Regions from separate parts of the Mus musculus genome. Here region 1 is linked to region 2. Evidence: chromatin contacts called from public Micro-C data. All regions are on one chromosome and are shown on one strand. Each heading gives the region's core, a stretch centred on a gene start, on an enhancer-like site or on the middle of the called end of the contact. The rest is flanking DNA. Distances are from core to core; before and after follow the strand shown. Region 1 holds the start of Cdc42ep4 (CDC42 effector protein (Rho GTPase binding) 4). Region 2 holds the start of Arsg (arylsulfatase G).

What was found. Hi-C and Micro-C count contacts between places; a contact is called where the count stands out from the background.
Region 1: a Micro-C map of embryonic stem cells shows a contact between it and region 2, with 9 times the contacts expected there. The contact joins the promoter of Cdc42ep4 here to the promoter of Arsg in region 2.

The regions. Positions count from the first base shown.
Region 1 is chr11:113,750,027-113,755,228 of GRCm38.p6, reverse strand. Cdc42ep4 (CDC42 effector protein (Rho GTPase binding) 4) reads left to right here and starts at 3,414. Exons shown (of 2, transcript NM_001163346.1): 1 at 3,414-3,541.
Region 2 is chr11:109,470,645-109,475,963 of GRCm38.p6, reverse strand. Arsg (arylsulfatase G) reads right to left here and starts at 2,590. Exons shown (of 14, transcript NM_028710.3): 1 at 2,543-2,590. Slc16a6 (solute carrier family 16 (monocarboxylic acid transporters), member 6) reads left to right here and starts at 2,366. Exons shown (of 6, transcript NM_001029842.2): 1 at 2,366-2,716. The coding sequence starts at 2,472.

The DNA of each region.
Region 1 (5,202 bases), core at 2,165-4,664, 4.3 Mb before region 2:
AGTGTGATTTCCAGCTTCTCTGTAAGGAATGGGATTAGCCAATCCATTTAAAGCTGCAGCAGCGGAAGGTGAACTAATGTCTCGTTGTTAACACCAAGAGGTATGCCTGGGGCTCGGGGGCGGGCTTCGGAGGGACAGGCCCACACAGCTGCAGGTATCACGCATGCTCAAACTCCAAAGACAGGCTGAGACATATGCCCAGGCCTAAAGGATTATAGGTCAGGTCACACCTTAAAGGTTCAGTTAAGACCTTAAATCCCTCCCCAAACTCTGGGACTTTGCGCTTGCAGACGTTTCCAGCTAGGCATTCAAGTCTTCAAAGTTAGTCTAGTTGATTTACACATGCCTAGCCACAGATGGCACCTGCCTAAAACAAAAAACAAAACAAAACAAAACACTGTTGGGGTGAAATTTAACTTCAGTGGAGTTTTAGGAGAAAGATCGCCTGCCTCAGACCAGGGTTTTAAACAGCAGGGAGAAATTAGCTGTTTCTTTTGGTCTTCTTCTCACTGGTGAGTTCTAAAAGAGATGGTCTAGGTCCCCCACAGAGAGGAACCAGTTTCCACCGGGCAATCTGAGGGCAGGGACCCAGGGGATTTTTGTCTTCTAAGCCTAGAACCCCTTCGAATGTTTGTGGAAGGAGTTTAAATTTGAATAAAAAGAGAAGAAATTTCAGAGAGACCAAAAACAAGGCAGGCAAACCTAGGATCAAGGGAAAGCAGACAAGAGCGACCTGAGAGGATGGAGCCTGTGGGGTGCCTCTTCCCTTAACCCGGATGGATCGCTGGCTCTTGAGGTAGGCTGGCATTCCCAAATGATTTATGGAACATGAAATGAGAGGAGAAGACTCTTGAGAAAATCAGAAAAAAGCTTATGAATCAAATTAAAGCTTAAAACGAACAAATGAAAAACTCCTGGCTCTCTAGGAGCACAGGGAGGCGGGTGCCCAGGAGGGAAACCACTGGGGTATGGCACCATCCGGGAAGGCCACTGAGAGCCTGCATCTGGGGGAGTTCATGGGGGAAGGTTAACGTTTGCACTAGTAGGGGAAGCGGGGGGGGGGGGGGAGGGGTGCTGTTGTGTTGTAGAAATCCCAGTTTCTAAATCCGAGTCACTTGGCACCAATGCTGTGTTTTATAAAAAAGAACAAGAAGCCAGGGTTATGTTTGGTGGAGGCGCGGTATGGTGTGGGGAAGGGGGTGCCTCTGCGGGCCCATGCTGAGGCACCCCTTCCCCCTGAGGGACCAGCCACACGATGGTATAGTATGGAATAAAGTTTATTTAGGGCATAGGGAGGGGAGTTGAAGGGGTAGCAGAGACAGAGAAAGGCAGAGAGAGGAGAGAAGAGAGAAGAGAGGAGAGAGAGAGAGAGAGAGAGAGAGAGAGAGAGAGAGAGAGAGAGAGTGTAAAGGAGTAGAGGCCGGCCATAAACATGGGGGGGGGGAGAAAGAGAGGGAAGAGAGGGAGTAAGAAGAGCGAGAGAGGACTCCTTTTTTTGTTTGTGTTTTTTTTTTTTTTTAAAGATTTATTTATTTACTATATGTAAGTACACTGTAGTTGTCTTCAGATACACCAGAAGAGCGCACCAGATCTCATTACGGGTGGTTGTGAGCCACCATGTGGTTGCTGGGATTTGAACTTCAGACCTTCGGAAGAGCAGTCGGGTGCCCTTACCCACTGAGCCATCTCACCAGCCCCCTGTTTGTGTTTTTTGAAGACAGGGTTTCTCTGTGTAGCCCTGGCTGTCCTGGAACTCACTCTGTAGACCAGGCTGGCCTCGAACTCAGAAATCCGCCTGCCTCTGCCTCCAGTGTGCTGGCATTAAAGGCGTGCACCACATTGCCTGGCAAGAGATCCTTTTATAGTGAGTCTGGCACACCTGGCTGTTGCCAGGTAACTATGGGGTGGAGCCTAGAAGGAATGTCAACAGGTGCTGTACCCATTTGAGAGATGGGAAGGCTTGTGGGCCAGTGAGGGGCAGAGTTGAAAGCCAGAGGCAACACAACTCTCTCCTACTGGTTTGCCCTAGTGCCCTGTTACAGCTACCTCTGACCCACAGACCTGACTCCGACACTGTTGTCTATTCTAAACCACATTTCTCTTTCATCTTGACAACCTCCAGGTGAGGGACCCATACAAGGACAGTCAGAGTAGGGGGAGGAGGTATAAATTCCCCATGGTAACCCAATCACGGTCAGAACCCCAGGGATATCCCCATCCCAAGTTACTTTGGACCCCGTGTTTTAGTTTCACTAATTTTGACATCTCTTTTGGTTGGTGGTGGTGCTGGGCTTGAATTGAACCAGCCTCGTGCTCCGCAGCCGGAACTGGACCCCTAGACCAGACACTGAACTTTTTTTTTTTTTTTTTTTTTTTTTTTTGGTTTTTTGAGACAGGGTTGTTTCTCTGTATAGCCCTGGCACTCACTTTGTAGACCAGGCTGGCCTCGAACTCAGAAATCTGCCTGCCTCTGCCTCCTGAGTGCTGGGATTAAAGGCGTGCACCACCACTGCCCAGCGACACTGACCTTTTAGGTTTGATTTTCACACAATATGGACAGTTTGAAGTTTTCATGGATAGACGGGGAGATGGGGGAGAGGTCGGGGATGGGGTGGGATCCTGAGAGACAGGGTTTCCAGAGGACAGTGAAGGAGCTGAGGGACCGTGAGGCAACTCTGGGGAAAAAGGAGGCTGAGGCCTACACCACCCCACCCCCACTTCCTTTAAGTAGTTAGGGAACTTTCACTTTGGGTTGGCTCCGTTTCCTCTTTATTGACTATTTCGCCCCTGGCTTTTATTGCTTTTAATGATCATTCATAGGTGGGGCTTCCTCTACCCAAGCACGCGGGATTTAATTCCGGGAGGTTCCCTGGGAGGGTACTTAAGAGCCCATGATCACCAGACAGAGCTATCAAAGCCAGGTCACCTTGCTGAAAAGTTCCTCCACTGCTCAGACCGGGTCTGGACTCGGGCGGACCTGCTTCTCCCGCCCTCCAGATGGAGAGGGAATCCACGGAGCCCAAGCTCCTGCTCGTGGTCCAGAAGTGGGTAACGTCCTGGAGGGAGTTGTTTTCTTACCATTGTTCAAAACTGGAAGAGCCAAGAGAGAGCTTCCCCTTGGTTCCTGGGGAGGGGATGTGCTCCTGTTTCTGCGGACCGCACGTCGGTTCCGCGGCAGAGCACTGGGGGCTGTGGGGCGCGACTCCTCAAAGCAAGACCTGCTCTGTCTACCCTACTAGGAGCTTGTGGGGGGCGTCTCAGGCTTTTAGATTTGAACCTGGGAGGCCAAGCAGCCGAGTTGAGTTCCGTGGCAGTCATTGGCTGCTGCGACGGAGTGACATCAGCGCGGAGGGAAATGGGAGGGAGGGCTGGGAGGAGCCTGGGAGGGGAGTGTCCTAGCTTCTAGCACACTCGGAGCCCCGGGAGCCAGAGGAAACAAACGCCGGCGCTGCCATGGGTCGCCAGCCTTGCCGAGGCGCCAAGCACACCGAGGGGAGCGTACAGCCGCACCTGGTCCGCGCTCGGGGAGCTGGGGACCGAGGTAGGCGACGAGCATCCGTTTGTGGCCCAGTGGCCGCGTGAGGCCTGGGTAGGCTCGAGACCCCTGGTGACGTGGAGAAGGTAGAAAGACCCGGGGATGGGGAAGATGAGGACCTAGGAGCAGGGCGCGCGCGCACACAAACACACCCCTCTGTGCCCAGCGTGGGTAGGCATGCCTGGGACCAGACCCAGAGTCACATACCGTGTCCCAGAAAATCATTTGCGGAGGAGGGGGTAACAACAGGGCTCAGCGTCGCCAGTACGCCCCGATCTGGCCACGGGGACTGTTCGGGGTGGGGTGAGTGGGCAGGTTTTAAAGGTCCACCCCCTCGCGCAGGAATGGGGTGTGTGTTGCCGTGGGCAGGCACACAACAATCGGCGGCGGTCGCCCCGAGGGGGGCGTGTGCGCACAGACTTCTCCATGAATAACCGCTGAGTTCGTCGGTAGTGGTAGAGGGGTGTACGCGTGCTCTCCCGTGTACACACACTGCTTTAGGCGCCACCCGGTGTCGCCCGGCCGGGGAGAAAGGAGGGCAAGAGCCGGCTGGAAGGCAATAGCCTAAAGAGCAAATACTCCCCGCCCGTCGGAGCCCTTCCTTCTCCCGCCCCGCCCGCCTCCCTTGGAAGACTTGGAGGCCAAGGCCGCAAGAGGCGCAGGGTGGGGCTGGGCCGAGCTGGCGGTCCCTTAGAAACCTGGGACGAGGCTTTACGCGGGGGGACCTGCGCGCGCGCCCGGTACGTCCGAAGCATGGGGCTCGAGGCTTTTTCAGGGGCGAGTAGGTAGCGGTTGGTTAATGATTTAACCGCTGGCTTGGGACGTTGAAGGCTGCGATCCTGATCTCTGGCTCCTCCCCATTCCTGGAGCGCCCCCAGCCGGAGGAACAAATCTGCCCTCCTGTGTCTGTGGCGTCGTCTGCTGGAGCTGCCTTTCCCCTTTGGGGGACCCCTGGTTGCTGTGGGTGAGTGTCCTAGACTGGCGGGGTGGATGGCGGTTGAGCTTCCTGGGAACAGACCGTAGGACTTGCGTGTGTGCCTGCGGGGGGAGGGGCGCTCCCTCTCTGTTAACTCAAACCAGGTTCCTTGTGTTTGCCCAATGAAATACTGCGGCCTGGGCTTCGGAAGTTTTCTTTTTCTCCCGGGGAGAATGAAAAGGAAATACAATGCTTTCTCTTTTCTTCTTGGCTGGGAACTTCTCCCTCCCCCCCCTTCACCCACCCTCCAACAGTCTCACCTCTTGCAATCTGACCGGCTCCCACGTCTCTCCCTGGGCCGACAGCTCCCATTCTTTGCCCAGGTAGTTGAGCCGTTGAATGAGGAAAGCTTCCTTGTGGGTGTCTTTACTTTGAAACCTCTTGTCCATTCTCGCTGGAGCGGTTGGGATACTTTTCATCCTTACCCCCAGCAACCATCTGGACCCGAGATCTGGGGAGCATAAACAATGAGAGGCCCCTGGCAGGGGGCCTCTGCCTTGCAACTTCTTTGCCCTGTCTGGGTTTCCAGTAACGCCTGCAGCAGCCTCTCCCGCCCCTTTCTGAGGCCTGGCTGGAGGAGGGGGGGACCACCAGTGGGATGGAGTGAATTTTAAAGAACAAAGAACAGGGCCCACAGCATGGGGAACCTTAGCTACAGGTTTCTCCCAGAACTGGGGAGGTGGGGTTGGAG
Region 2 (5,319 bases), core at 1,341-3,840:
CTCTGACCAGCAAAAGTCATCAGCCTGTGGCCAGCAAGGCTGGATTCCAGCCACCTCTCCTTATCCAGACACCAGGGGTCCAAGTCAATCTGCCTCATCTCTACAAGGGGAATCATTGTACCACACCAGGACAAGCCAAACCTGATGGAGCGGACCTATAATTCCAGCACTTAGGTGAATTCCGAGGATCGGGAATTTAAGGTCATCCTCATCAGATTTTATCTCAAAAACCCAAATAAGTCAGGCATAGTGGTCCATGCCTTTGGCAGGTCTGAATTTGAGAGCTGCCTGGTGGCTATCCTGGAACACAGAGAAACCCTATCTGGAAAAACAAAACAAAACCAACACATCAAATCACATGGGTGCTACTTAATTCAGTATCGGAACCAACACAGATGTAAAACAATGAGTTATAATAAAATAGCAATAATACACTTTTTTTTTTTTCAAGACAGTCTTTCTCTGTGTAGCCCTTGCTGTCCTGGAACTCACTTTGTAGACCAGGCTGTCCTTGAACTCAGAAATCCGCCTGCCTCTGCCTCCAAGTGCTGGGATCAAAGGCGTGCACCACCACTGTCCCCGTGAAGTAATACATTATTAATAATTAATTCTACCTGGCTGCTGTTACTGCCCTCCACAGCCTGGTTTTATCCAGTCATTCATTCATTGATGTCTAGGACTTTGGGCACTATCTAAGTTTTAAACTCAGAGGTTGAGAAAACTCAAGAGGTAGGCATCACGGCACATGCCAGCGTTTTCAGTGCTTGGGAGGCACAGTCAGAAAGATTGCAAGCCCAAGATCAGCTGAGCTCCATCTTTAAAACGTGTCTTAAAATCGTGCCATTTCCAGCCAGGCAGAGCGTATTGTGCCTGTAGTCACAGCTACAGTGCAGGATGAGGCTGGTGGACGGGTTGAAGCTAGGCGGTGCAGACCAGTTACAGACAGACCTTGGTTAAGAAAAAGAAGCCTGCGACAGGCGGTGGTGGTGCACGCCTTTAATCCCAGCACTCGGGAGGCAGAGGCCAGCCTGGTTTCAAAGCTGTCTTGAAAAAACCAAAAGAAAAAGAAAAAAGAACCCTGCGATCCCATCACTTTGGAGGCCGAGACAGGAGGATCTTCAGTTTTAGGTTAGTCTTGGCTTGGCTAGTGAGATCGTGTTTTTTAAAAACAAACAAACCAGGATTTGGGGGGGGGGGGGTCAAATATAAGTTTGAAGCCAGCGTGGACTACACCTGTCTGGGATGGGGTAAAGGTTTAATTATTCCCACAAATTTGCCAGTTATTATTCAGTGGTAGCCTGGCTGGACTACAGTGACCAGAGTAACACACTCTGCACCAATACACCTGCCTCCTCACTTAGCCACACCAGAGCCTATTGACAGCACTGGGTGACTGCATTCCCAAATCCTGGGGGAAATGACAGAGCAAGGAAAGGTTTTTATTAAAATTTTGAACCGGTGCTCCTCCCGGTGGGTGGCGACCCTTCAGGCACACTCCCAAAGTAGGTTCTCTGCAGTTTCTAACATCAGAAAGACAATCTCTGAGCCACAATCAACCGACGTGGGTTGCCTAAGTCTGAGGGGGGAAGGGGGGGGAATGCAGAGGAACAGGGCTTTTGCTGTGAGGCAGTACCCAGTTTTTCTCCAGAGGTGTGAGATGGAGTCCAGGAAACCAACTTTGCGCCCCCTCTGGCTCTGAACAGTCCCTAATCCTCAGACACGCGCTGTCCTCAGGAATAACTCGGGCTTCTCCGGAAGCATCCATTTAGTTCATAGTGACCTTTGGGATCAGGGGGCTTGGAGGTTTGGGGGTCTCGATCCCCCCAGAAGCCTCCTGGGGGGGGGGGGGGTTAAGGCTGCCGTGCACCTGTGCTCACGCCGCCTCCCGCCTAGGCGGGTGCGCGCGCACGGAGAAGCGGAGATGCTGACTCAGCCAGGCTTCTCCCATCTCTTTCGCGCAGCGCGGATGCTGGCGGCTGGTGGCTGCTGCGGCTGCAAACAAGGCAGCACGGGGAGGGGAGGCGGGGGAACACGACAGTGCACCGGCAGCAACCCAGCCGCGGGCTCCTTAGGGCCCATTGCGGCACTTCCCCCCGCATGCCCGGAAGGGGAACTGGCGGGGCGCGCGAGTTGACGAAATTTGGGGGGGAAGTGGTCTCTAGAGGAGGAACTCGGGATCCCGCGCGTGCTCCGCTCACACCCAAACTGGAAGGAACCTGTTCAGTCCGGGACCAGGGACGCGCGGGACCAGCCCAAACGCGCGCCTCCCCTGCCCTCCCAACCCCCCCTCCCCAGCCTCCTCACTGGCTCCCCAAATCCTCAGGGCGCGGGCGGACCCGGGAGCTGCGCTCGGAGAGGGGGTGCAGGGGCGCACTCGGTCGCCCCGGGCTCGATCGCGCTCCCGCTCGCACTGCAGCTAAGTGCCGGGGTCCGATCGGGCCGGGATCACACGGGCACGCGCGGATGAGGGGATGAGGGCGTCGGGCCAAGGACCCCAGAGGCGTCGGCGGGGATGGGCGACCCGCGATGACAGCGCGGTTACCTTCCGTGACCCCCAGCCCCGGCAGCCGGCAGGCGGGGCGCGTGCCTTGCGCGGCCCCGATCCACGTGGGCCCGCGCGCGCGCACCAGGCCGGCCCCCTCCTTGCAGGCGCTCGGCGCTCCCAGCACATGGTCGGCGGCGCGCCCCCGAGGCCGGCGGAGACCGGCTGCAGCCGGTATAGGATAAGAGATAGGCAGAGAGAAGCGGGGCCGGGGCGCGGGCGGCGGCACGCACGGCCCGGGAGGAGGCGACAGGGTTGGGGGGCGGGGGGAGGGTGTGGCTCGGGTGGCCGAGGCTGGCGTGGGTTGGGGGCCAGGGTACTCCAGGCTCCCCGCCCGGAGCCAACTTGATAGAGACTCTGGCCCACGCCCTAAGGGGTTAAACCTTTTTCTCATGTTACGGAGCGGTTTATAAGAAGGCTCCGGAGGCCCAGCCTCCGCCTTATTGGGTGCCTTTTGGGGTTTATTCTCTTCCCTTCTAACTTGGTGAGTTGGTTTTATTATTTTACACGCTTAAAAGTTTGATTGTGGGGTATGGGTGTTTGTTTGTTTGTTTTTTAATATGTGTTGGGGCCTTTTTTTTTTTTTTAAGGGCGGGGAGGAGGAAAGCTTTTAACATTTTAAAGAGGTTAATCCGAAAAATATTCTGACAGTTGGGAGTGTTCGGAGCCACTGGGATGACGCGCTCGGGCAGTTGTGGGCAACTGAGAGTTGAATGTCCATGACCCTAAGTATAGATGGGTTCCAGGAAATACCTTAAAGGGTGCCCTGGCCTTTGATCGTCCCCAACCCGGGGTGAAAGGAGCCAGGCTGTGAGGCGAGTCCGGCGACCGTCTCAGACCCTCTCTGGATTTTCCTCATGAAGTTGCCGGCGCGTCAGCAGAGCGAAATGTCAGAGAGGTACCTTCCTTCCCCGGGCTCGCGCGCGCACCCAAGGCGGCCACTGAGGCAGCACGAGGGAAAAGTGGAACTTCGGGTCTCCATCCCTGTTACCCCCCTCCCCAGGGCGGTCCCGGAGAGAGACAGATTTCCCTTCGGAGCGTGGGTCCCACACCTTGCCGGGCTGCACTGTCACCCGCTTGCTGCCTGCTGGTCGGTCCCGCACAACTTCCAAGGTCCGCCGGGCTACCAGCGGCAGCAAAGTGTCGTGCAGCTGAACGGCTCCAGGCGTGGGGGGAGAATGATTTTAAAGAGGAAATAGGTTAATTTCCTTCTGGGTTGTTCTCAATCCCTGCACCGCAGCAGACAAGTGATAGAAGTTTGTTAGATGGCGTGTAAAAATGTCATCGAACAACAGGGTAGGGGGGAAGATCGTAGGAATTGAGGAACCCATTACAACTCCTTAACCTGGAAGCTGGTGGTTTGTACAGCTAGGCACTGTGCTGGCTGCTTTTGACGGGAAGGGGATTTCTACCTTAGGATTGAGATTTCAGCCTCTGGTGATCTGACTGGTTTTTTTTGTTTGTTTGTTTGTTTGTTTGTTTTGTTTTGTTTTTTTTACAAACCATTCTGATGAGTGTCTAGCTACAAGAAAGTGCCAGTTCCTATACTAAGGTCTTCCCGTGTGCCAAGCACTGTTAGGTGGCTCGGGGGTTGGGGAGAATACAGTGGTGAAACACCTTTCCTGGTAATTAAGGGACCAGCGGCACCCGGCACCGTCAAAGATAGAAACTGACAGTATGTAAATAAACAATGCAGTCAAGTGGAAAACTGGTCTTAATGAGTACCACTGGCCCTGAGTTTTCCTTCTGCGGTTTCCAGAAACAGGACTTTTCCTCAGTGGAACTCCAGAGGAAGACACTTAAATTAGGGGCTTGGGTTTCAACTCGATGGTCTTGCAAACCGGGTGAATAGCTTGTAGCCAGTGATTCATTCAAACGTGGCTGAGGCCGTTTAGCAGGTTAGAGTTGGGGAAGTTTTGTTTTTTATAGAGAGAATTCAAACGAACTTCCCACACACACATGCAGACTGGTCCAGACAACTGAGGCTAGAGACAACTTGTCAGAAGCTGTATACTCCGGTCTACATCTTGAAGGAGCTTCGAAGTGCCTCTGTTCTGCTGACACCAGCAGCCGCCAGCTCATTGCCTTCTAAGCTTGTCTTTTGAACTTCGCCCAGAACTGACCCTAGACTAACCCCAGAGACTGTATGATAATCCAGTATCTTTATGTCTTTTTGCCAAATCCTTACAACAAATTAAATCACAGTGAATGTCCCAGGTAATTATAAATCTCCAAGTCCTGTAGGACACCCATTTAAGGCCTGCTTCCTTCACCCTCTCAGGGAAACAGGCTTATTATCCTGTAGCCCAAACTGGCTTGAGACTTACTGCGTAAAGAAGCCTGCTTCAACACATAGCCCACTTCCTGTCTTGGCTTCCTGAGTGTAGCTGTCTATAGGTCTATAAGCAAAGAACTTCACTCCAGTTTGTTTTGTTTTATATTCTCTCCTTTTTCTTTTTTGACAGAGACATAAGGGTAACCAAAAGCTACTAGGAAATACACTAAACTGTCCAGCCTTTTTTTTTTCCATCAGAAGGACATTGGGGGGTCTTGGGTGAAAAGCCAGCAGGCGCTTACTCAGAATAACAGAACTATCTAATGGGGAAAAACCTAGAAATCGCCTTCACAGATGCAATTTAGCCATCAGGAGATTTCTGCTAGTCCGGAACCACTGCCCAAAGGGTTTCCAGAAGATAAACCCACACTGGGCTAATCTGTAGGTGGTAACTCAGAGTCAGTCGGGGTCAAAGGCCATCCCTTGGGATTGCCTCTTCTTA